2 separate regions of the Drosophila melanogaster genome follow, and region 2 is linked to region 1. The links are chromatin contacts, called in public Hi-C maps. All regions are on one chromosome and are shown on one strand. Each heading gives the region's core, a stretch centred on a gene start, on an enhancer-like site or on the middle of the called end of the contact. The rest is flanking DNA. Distances are from core to core; before and after follow the strand shown.

Evidence for each region. A called contact is a pair of places that touch in the nucleus more often than the background predicts.
Region 2: a Hi-C map of the Kc167 cell line shows a contact between it and region 1, with 2.1 times the contacts expected there. The contact joins the promoter of PolD3 here to the promoter of stc in region 1. A contact is called at or near these places in 1 of 1 datasets of contacts at CTCF or cohesin (the Kc167 cell line), 27 of 107 Hi-C or Micro-C datasets (the D17-c3 cell line, the Kc167 cell line, the OSC cell line and 9 more) and 3 of 6 datasets of contacts at active chromatin or transcription factors (the Kc167 cell line and the S2 cell line).

The regions. Positions count from the first base shown.
Region 1 is chr2L:15,111,585-15,115,034 of dm6, reverse strand. stc (shuttle craft) reads right to left here and starts at 1,555. Exons shown (of 5, transcript NM_057251.4): 1 at 801-1,555; 2 at 1-735. The coding sequence starts at 1,145. It overlaps CG15269, which reads right to left. Exons shown (of 2, transcript NM_135895.3): 2 at 1,943-2,942. The coding sequence ends at 2,121.
Region 2 is chr2L:15,254,454-15,257,903 of dm6, reverse strand. It overlaps PolD3 (DNA polymerase delta subunit 3), which reads left to right and starts at 1,600. Exons shown (of 1, transcript NM_001201887.2): 1 at 1,600-3,085. The coding sequence starts at 1,641. The coding sequence ends at 2,936. It overlaps Uxt (Uxt prefoldin-like subunit), which reads right to left and starts at 1,323. Exons shown (of 2, transcript NM_135900.4): 1 at 1,207-1,323; 2 at 262-1,155. The coding sequence starts at 1,253. The coding sequence ends at 714. yuri (yuri gagarin) reads left to right here. Exons shown (of 12, transcript NM_165106.5): 11 at 1-105; 12 at 318-637. The coding sequence ends at 491. dao (down and out) reads right to left here. Exons shown (of 6, transcript NM_001273533.1): 6 at 3,189-3,450.

The DNA.
Region 1 (3,450 bases), core at 306-2,805:
CGGTGGACCTCGCCTTGGGGAGATTTGCTGCAGTTGCGACTGCTTTTCGGGCGATGGGTGTGCGCTCTCATTGCTCGTGTCCAAATCGTCAACGGCCCTGGGAAAGCCGTTGATGCGGTCCCTGTTGCGATTCCAGTCATCCCTGCGTTTGTTGCTGCGATGATTGTCGTAGCGTTGCTGCTTCTGCGGCCTCCTACGATCGCTTCTTTCGTACCGGTCCTCCCGATCGTCCCGATAGTCGGAGCGGCGTTGTTGTCGCGTATTTCCGGGTCTAGAGTCCCTGTCCCTGTCCCGGTCTCTGTCCCGGTCTCTGTCCCTGTCTCTGTCCCGGTCTCTTTCCCTGTCCCGGTCCCGGTCACGTTCCCGCTCACGCTCCCGTTCGTAATTATGGTTCGAGCATTGGTTGTTAGCTCCTCGTTCAGCTGGTTCTTGGGCTCGCAGAGTCCTAGGTCTCGTCTCATTTATGGCAGTCTCTAGGCTGGCAGTGCTGTTTCCGTTCGTAGTGGCGGCTGCCGGTGTCTCTTCTAGACTCAGCTTGGCGAAATTGGGCACGAATTCCGGAGCCGAGGCCTGCAGCTTGGAAGCGCTGAAGTCAAACGGATTATTGCCAAAAGGTGTGTAAAAACTCGAAAAATTGCTGTTGCTCGGATTGACCGACCCATAGCTGCTGGTGACGGTGACTCTAGCGATGCCATCGCCATTTTGATAGGTTGGGATCATGGCCTGCGAGTAAAACTGTTTTGTGATTTATTAGTTGATTCATTAGGACTAAACCTAAGTTCTAATATATCGAAACATACATTCGGAGATTGATGACTCACATTTGCAAAGTGGCTGGTACTCGCGGATGCCACTGGTGGGTTCAGTCCAAAGGCTCCTCCACCGCCGCCCAGGGAGAAGTTAGTGTAGCTGCTGCCCACCGGATGTTGCATAGTGCTGGTGGCATTCGAGGGCGCTCCTCCACCCAGATTGTGCTGCATAATGAACTGATTGAAGTTCACGTAATTGTTGTTGCTGTGCCTGTTGCAGGAACCACCCACTGCCGCCGATTCGTGACCTCCGTTGCAGTCTGCCATGGCGGATGACTCATTGCCGGGTCCCGCTTCTCCGGCGCCGTTGGTCAACTGCTGCCAGTACTCAGCCATTGAGAGTCCGGTGCTGTCGTTGGTGACCAGCGTCTGTTGCAGTTGCGCCTGCTTCTTTGCCGGAACAATCTCGAACTGCCCGCCGTCCTCTGCTGGGCATTTCCCAGCGCTACCACGGGATCGTCCGCAATCCGAGGAGGAGGTGACCGAACCCAGGAAAAGCTCCAGACACGTGTGCAATGGTGAAATTGAGCCCAATGCAGAAGTTAACCGAATCGAATTCTCAGTTCGATCGAATTTGGTAAAGGCTTTCTACGGCCAACTGGACGCACCGCAGCCTGGGTCCGCAGGCACGTTTTACTGATTTTTTTGCGCTTTTCCTGCGTTTTTTATGCTCGCTTATATTGTAAATTTCTAACAAAATTTCACAACACGGTCATACCAGACGAAACGGTACCACTGACAATTGCCTTGACTTATCGATATATTAACAGACTTTCGATTTTTGAGGGGAAAAGGGCTGCCAACTCGGTTTTAGGACAGCTGTGAATACAATTTAACAGCAAGATTTCGTTTAGTTACTCAACACACCTACAGTGGTAATAAACTATCAGGTGGCGCCATCTGGCTGAGTGAGAGCGCACTTTTAAATATGTTAAATGTACTGCAACGGTTCGTTCATTTGTTTACTAAAAAAACATACATCTTTTAATTTTTGTCACTAGAAGATTTGAATTAAATAAGGCTGCGTTATCTGATTATAAGCGAAATTACCTAGTTGGACTCCCAATCATATCTCCAATCCAAAATATTATTTCTAGAATCCTGGAATCCTTTTGTATTTGATATTATACTTTATTGACTGGCCAATATATATGCCTATTTTAATAATAATTAATGTCTATTCCTAATTTAATTTCTAGCAAAATTATTGCTTGAAAATAAATGTAAATTGAATAACAACAGTGGAAGTACTGCACTTTGTAATTGCCACAAATTTGGTTGAAACTGGCCGGGCACAACGATTCCACCCATTTAGAATGTCCTGAGATTGCTGAGAAGGGTTTGCTGACTCGGCGGTTGGGATGGACCAGATCCAGGTGTTAGAACTCCAGGAGGTGGCGGCATTTGAAATGTTTGAGCCATGGCCATGGCCAAAGTGGGCGGTGGACCTGTTTGTTGTTTTCCCGGTACTGGAAGTGCGGATGATGTGACCGTGAGTCCATCCAACGGACGGTACTGACACTTCTTAGCGTGGGTTCGCATATTGCTCGACTGGGTGAATGCCTGATTGCAGTTGGGATGTGGGCAGACATACGGCTTGCAGCCTGTATGGTAATTCAGATGCGTCTTTAGGTGATGCTTTTTGGTGAAGGCTTTGGGGCACAGGGGGCAGCTGAAGGGCTTGATTCCCGAGTGGAGGCGATGGTGCAGGGTCATGTTGCTGCGATCGGCAAAGGACTTGCCGCACACGGAGCACTGATACGGTTTCTCACCACTGTGCGTCCTCATGTGCTGTTTGAGCAGCATTTTACGCGAAAATCTCTTTCCGCACTCGTTGCATTTGTGGGGTTTCACGCCGGTATGAATCCGGACATGCATATTGAAGGCCACACGCTGATTGAACGATTTGGGACAGTAAGGACACTCGTACTCCTTCCGGTTCCGGTGAATCTTTAGGTGACTGCTCAAATATCCCTTATCGTTGAATGTCTTGCCACATTCGGGACACTCGGCGGCAAACTCCTTGGTTCCTCGGTGAACGGACAGGTGATATTTGTAATTTCGCAGCTGGGAGAAACCCTTTCCACAATCCGCACACTCGTAACGCGGCGATTTGTGCGTCTTTTCATGAGCCTGAAATAAGAACATAATAGACAAATAAGATAAATAAATAAGATACATTAGCTTAGCAATAGTAATATTGTAGCAATAGTAAGAGATTTAAAATTTTAATAAAAAACCTGAGGTAGTGAAAATCTGTTGTGAAATTCATAAAACAGCGATTTTCTACAAACTGTTCGTTAGTTAGTTAGTTTTTGGAAGGGAGGCTTTCAAGATGAGTATGTTTAGCAACATTTTAATTAGGTCCTAATATTAATACCTTATTCTATAAGTTCTAGTGAGGATTGGAAGATTTCGAATATAAAGTTACTGAAAACTGAGCTTTGGACACATTTATACTTATACAAAATAAGCCAGAAATGCAAAAAATACCATGGTTACACATTCGAATGTTCCCCATTGTTTGTAATAATTTTGTTGCAACTTCAAATGTGGCTTGCTTCAGTTAGCTACTGAAATTGGTGTTCTTTCCCAAAGTGGCCATTTTGTGATTACCTCTCGCTCGGCGTCTGGCCCTTTC
Region 2 (3,450 bases), core at 351-2,850, 140 kb before region 1:
GAGATAAAACGAGTGAAGCAGGCGGTCAACTGCGCGTCCAGTTCGGCGATAAGTTGTCCACCTCCGAAGAGTGGCGGTCTGACCAATCCCGAGGCGGGGAACGATGTGAGTTGGAAATATACAAATTTTTCACAAATCTTTATATGCCAAAATGCCACCAAACCATGTAAAACTTGAATTTTTCCTTAATTTTCAACAAGCCTGTTCCAAATTTTGACGAATTGGATAACCATTGGACTTCTTAAACGGGCAGCTGGAATTAAAATAATACTTTCTAACTTTATTGTCTAACTGGTGTCTATTGGTGACTTCCGCAGATGGCCAGGCGATTGCAGAACTTGACCAGCACCTCGCAGCGGATTTTTAACCAGAATCAGACTATGAACGATCAGTACTGCAACTCCTTGATCTCAGGAAGTCCGGCTGGAATTGGGCAACCGGTGGCCCAATCCATATTGCGGCGTACTCGATCGTCACAGGATCAGTCGTAGGAGTCGCCAGGATTTGCATGCAACTCCTCCTTCCATTTAAAAATCGTTCTCACCCAAAATCTCTATGCCATCAACACTTTGGAGGCGCGTAACTTGTAAATTGTCTTTGTAAATTGTGGTATAAAATAAAAACTAAGTGCTTGTGTAATCTTGGTAATAATGTGATCACTACTGATACGAACAAGGATACAGATGCTTTCAGCTTCTGTGGACGCAGCGAAGCTATTTGCTTTCATCCTGTTGAATAAGTTTGGTTCTTTCGCTGATTGCTATGAGGGCCATTTTGATTTGAGCCCTTTTCTTGACGCTTTCGTCGCGCAGGACATCGGATTGCTTGGTCAAGATCTTTACGCGTGTGTCGCAGAAGCGTTCCGCATCTGGAATGCTCATATCGAGGAACACATTCTTGCCCACATCGACCAGAATGCTATCCATTTTCCGAACGCGAGCCTGCATGAATACGTTGCTGCCGATGTTGACTTGCGTTTTGTAGCCATCTGGTAGGTGGGTGTCGAAGGTCTGGAGGGTGTTCTTCAGCTGGACGTACTCCATGATCTCCTCGTTGTACTGCCCGATGCACTTTTCCAGCTCTCTGAGATCCTCTTTCAGCACCTCGTTGATGAACTCCTCAATTTGGGTGATTCGCGCCTTGTTGGCATCCTGCCTGTAATTGGGTCTTACACTTGCTGCATTCACTTGTATTTTTATCACTTACTCGGCTTGTCTGTGAGCTTCTGTGTTGTGTTTTGGATTTACTTGCATTGTTTGGGCATTAAAAAGAAATCAAAATTTATTAGGATATCTGGTTTGTTTACTTCTCGTTTCTTCTTCTTATCTTTGCAATAGCGGCAAGTAGATGTTATCGATAGATAGCAGTTGTTTCAATTTAGCTATATTTAAGCTAAATGTAAAGTCTATTAATAAGCTCATAATTCAAGCAAAAAAAAGCAACTAAATATATATAATAATTAATTAATTAACTTTAATAAATACGCCTTTTTCTACATTGACAATATGCATAGCAAAGTCACAAATTTTCGAATTCAGTATTCATTATTTTGCTGGTGAGTTTTAGCACTTTTTTTAGTCACATAAGTTGGCACGCCCGCAATACGATTTCGCGCAATTTTAACTAAACAAATTGTCGAAATGTCGCTTAAAAAGGCTCTCGACGATTGCATGATCGATTTCGATCGCTGTGTGCTGGTCACCGATCTTCTGGAGGAGTACAAACTGTCCTACAAGGAGGTGAACGATGTGCTGGAGGCCTACATCAAAGAGCAGGAACCTGCCACAAAATTCGAGAAGAGATTTCTAGTCCATGGCAAGCGTAAAACGCAAGGATCCGATTCCGGCGAAGATCTGTACTCTGTGGTGCTGGAGAGCAGGATGCAGGATTGGCTGGCCAAAGTCCAGGATGCGGAGTCTCAGCTGTATAGTGTGAAAATAGCCGGTGGCACCAAAGCGCCGGCTGCGATTTTCAAGCCCATGCAGCATTTGGAGGTGAAGTTGGCAAAAGTGGAGCAGCGTCCTGGAGCGGGAAAGATAGTGCCCAGTGCAAATGGGACGACTCCCCACAATGGAGTCAAATCTGAACCCACTAAATCGGAGCCATCAAAGTCTGCGGTTAAGTTGGAGCCTTCAAAATCTTCACTTAAATCAGAGCCAGCAAAGTCGAAGGCGGAAAAGCCAGTGGCCAGCAAGTCCTCTCCGGAGGATAAGAAGACCTCGCCCAAGGAACAGGCCTCTAAAGCCAAGCCTGCAGCAGCCAAAAAGGGTAGCATTAATAGCTTCTTCACAGCGGCGGCCAGCAAGCCAAAGGATGTCAAAGCCACGCCCAGCAAATCGACGTCCGGCACCGTGGACAACTTCTTTAAGAAGCAACCGGCAGGCGCCAAGAAGTCGCCACCGGAATCCGAAGATAAATCGAAGAAAGATGCTTCCAATTCAAACAAAAAGGAAGCCTCGAAAAAGAAATCCCCCAGTCCCACCAAAAAGCCAACAACGGCAAACACTTCCATGCAACTGTTCGACGAGGAGAGTGCCGAATCGTCCGACGAGGAGGAAAAGCTGGACATGCTGCGGCGGAAGGTGATCGAGTCGGACAACGACTCCGATCAGGAAAAGGCCTCGTCCTCCAAGCGGCGACGAATCAGCGACTCTGAGGACGAGGAGCAGCCGCCCAAGAAGTCCGCCGATGAAGAGACCATCGCATTGGATGAGAAAATGGATACGGAACCGGCCAATGAAACCTATCTGGATGAAGATGGCTTCGTCATTACGCAGCGTAAACCAACAAAAGCCCAGCCTGCCAACAAAAAGGTTTCCCCAAAGGCTGCTGCTCCCGTCAACAAAAAGAAGTCACCGCCTTCAGCCGCGAAAGCTGGAAAGGATGCGCCGAAAACCAAACAAGCTGGCATTATGAACTTTTTTTCCAAGAAGTAAATGAAAGCAAAGCATGGAGATGTTGCTAAAGTAAGGGTTAATTGTTAAGCATGGAAACAGTTAATGTTTTTAATAAATTTATTTATGATTATTGAAAATAATATATATTTTATGATGGGTTTACAAAAAAATAGCCATCAGCCCATATGAAAAAAACAGTTTGCGTTTGTTGTTAAAAAGAATTTATTGCATTTGTTTATAGCTGCTAGAAGTTGTTTGAGTATCTTGTTTGTAATTTGTATTTCTTTATTTATATAGATTCGCGTGTCTGATTGTGTGTGTGTGTGTGTGTGTGTGGGCGTGTCGGTGTGAATTTTGCCTGGCCTATGCTTTATCAGTGCGTGTTTTTGTTTTTGGTTTTGTATTTGTTGTTTTCGATTTCGATTCGAGATCGAAACTCGTTATCTCCGCTATCGTTATCGTATTTCAAAACACTTTAAAAAATTAAGGCGAGGTTTGAAAAAACACTTGTTTGTTCATATAATTCGAATATTCGTTAATTTAAATTGTTCAT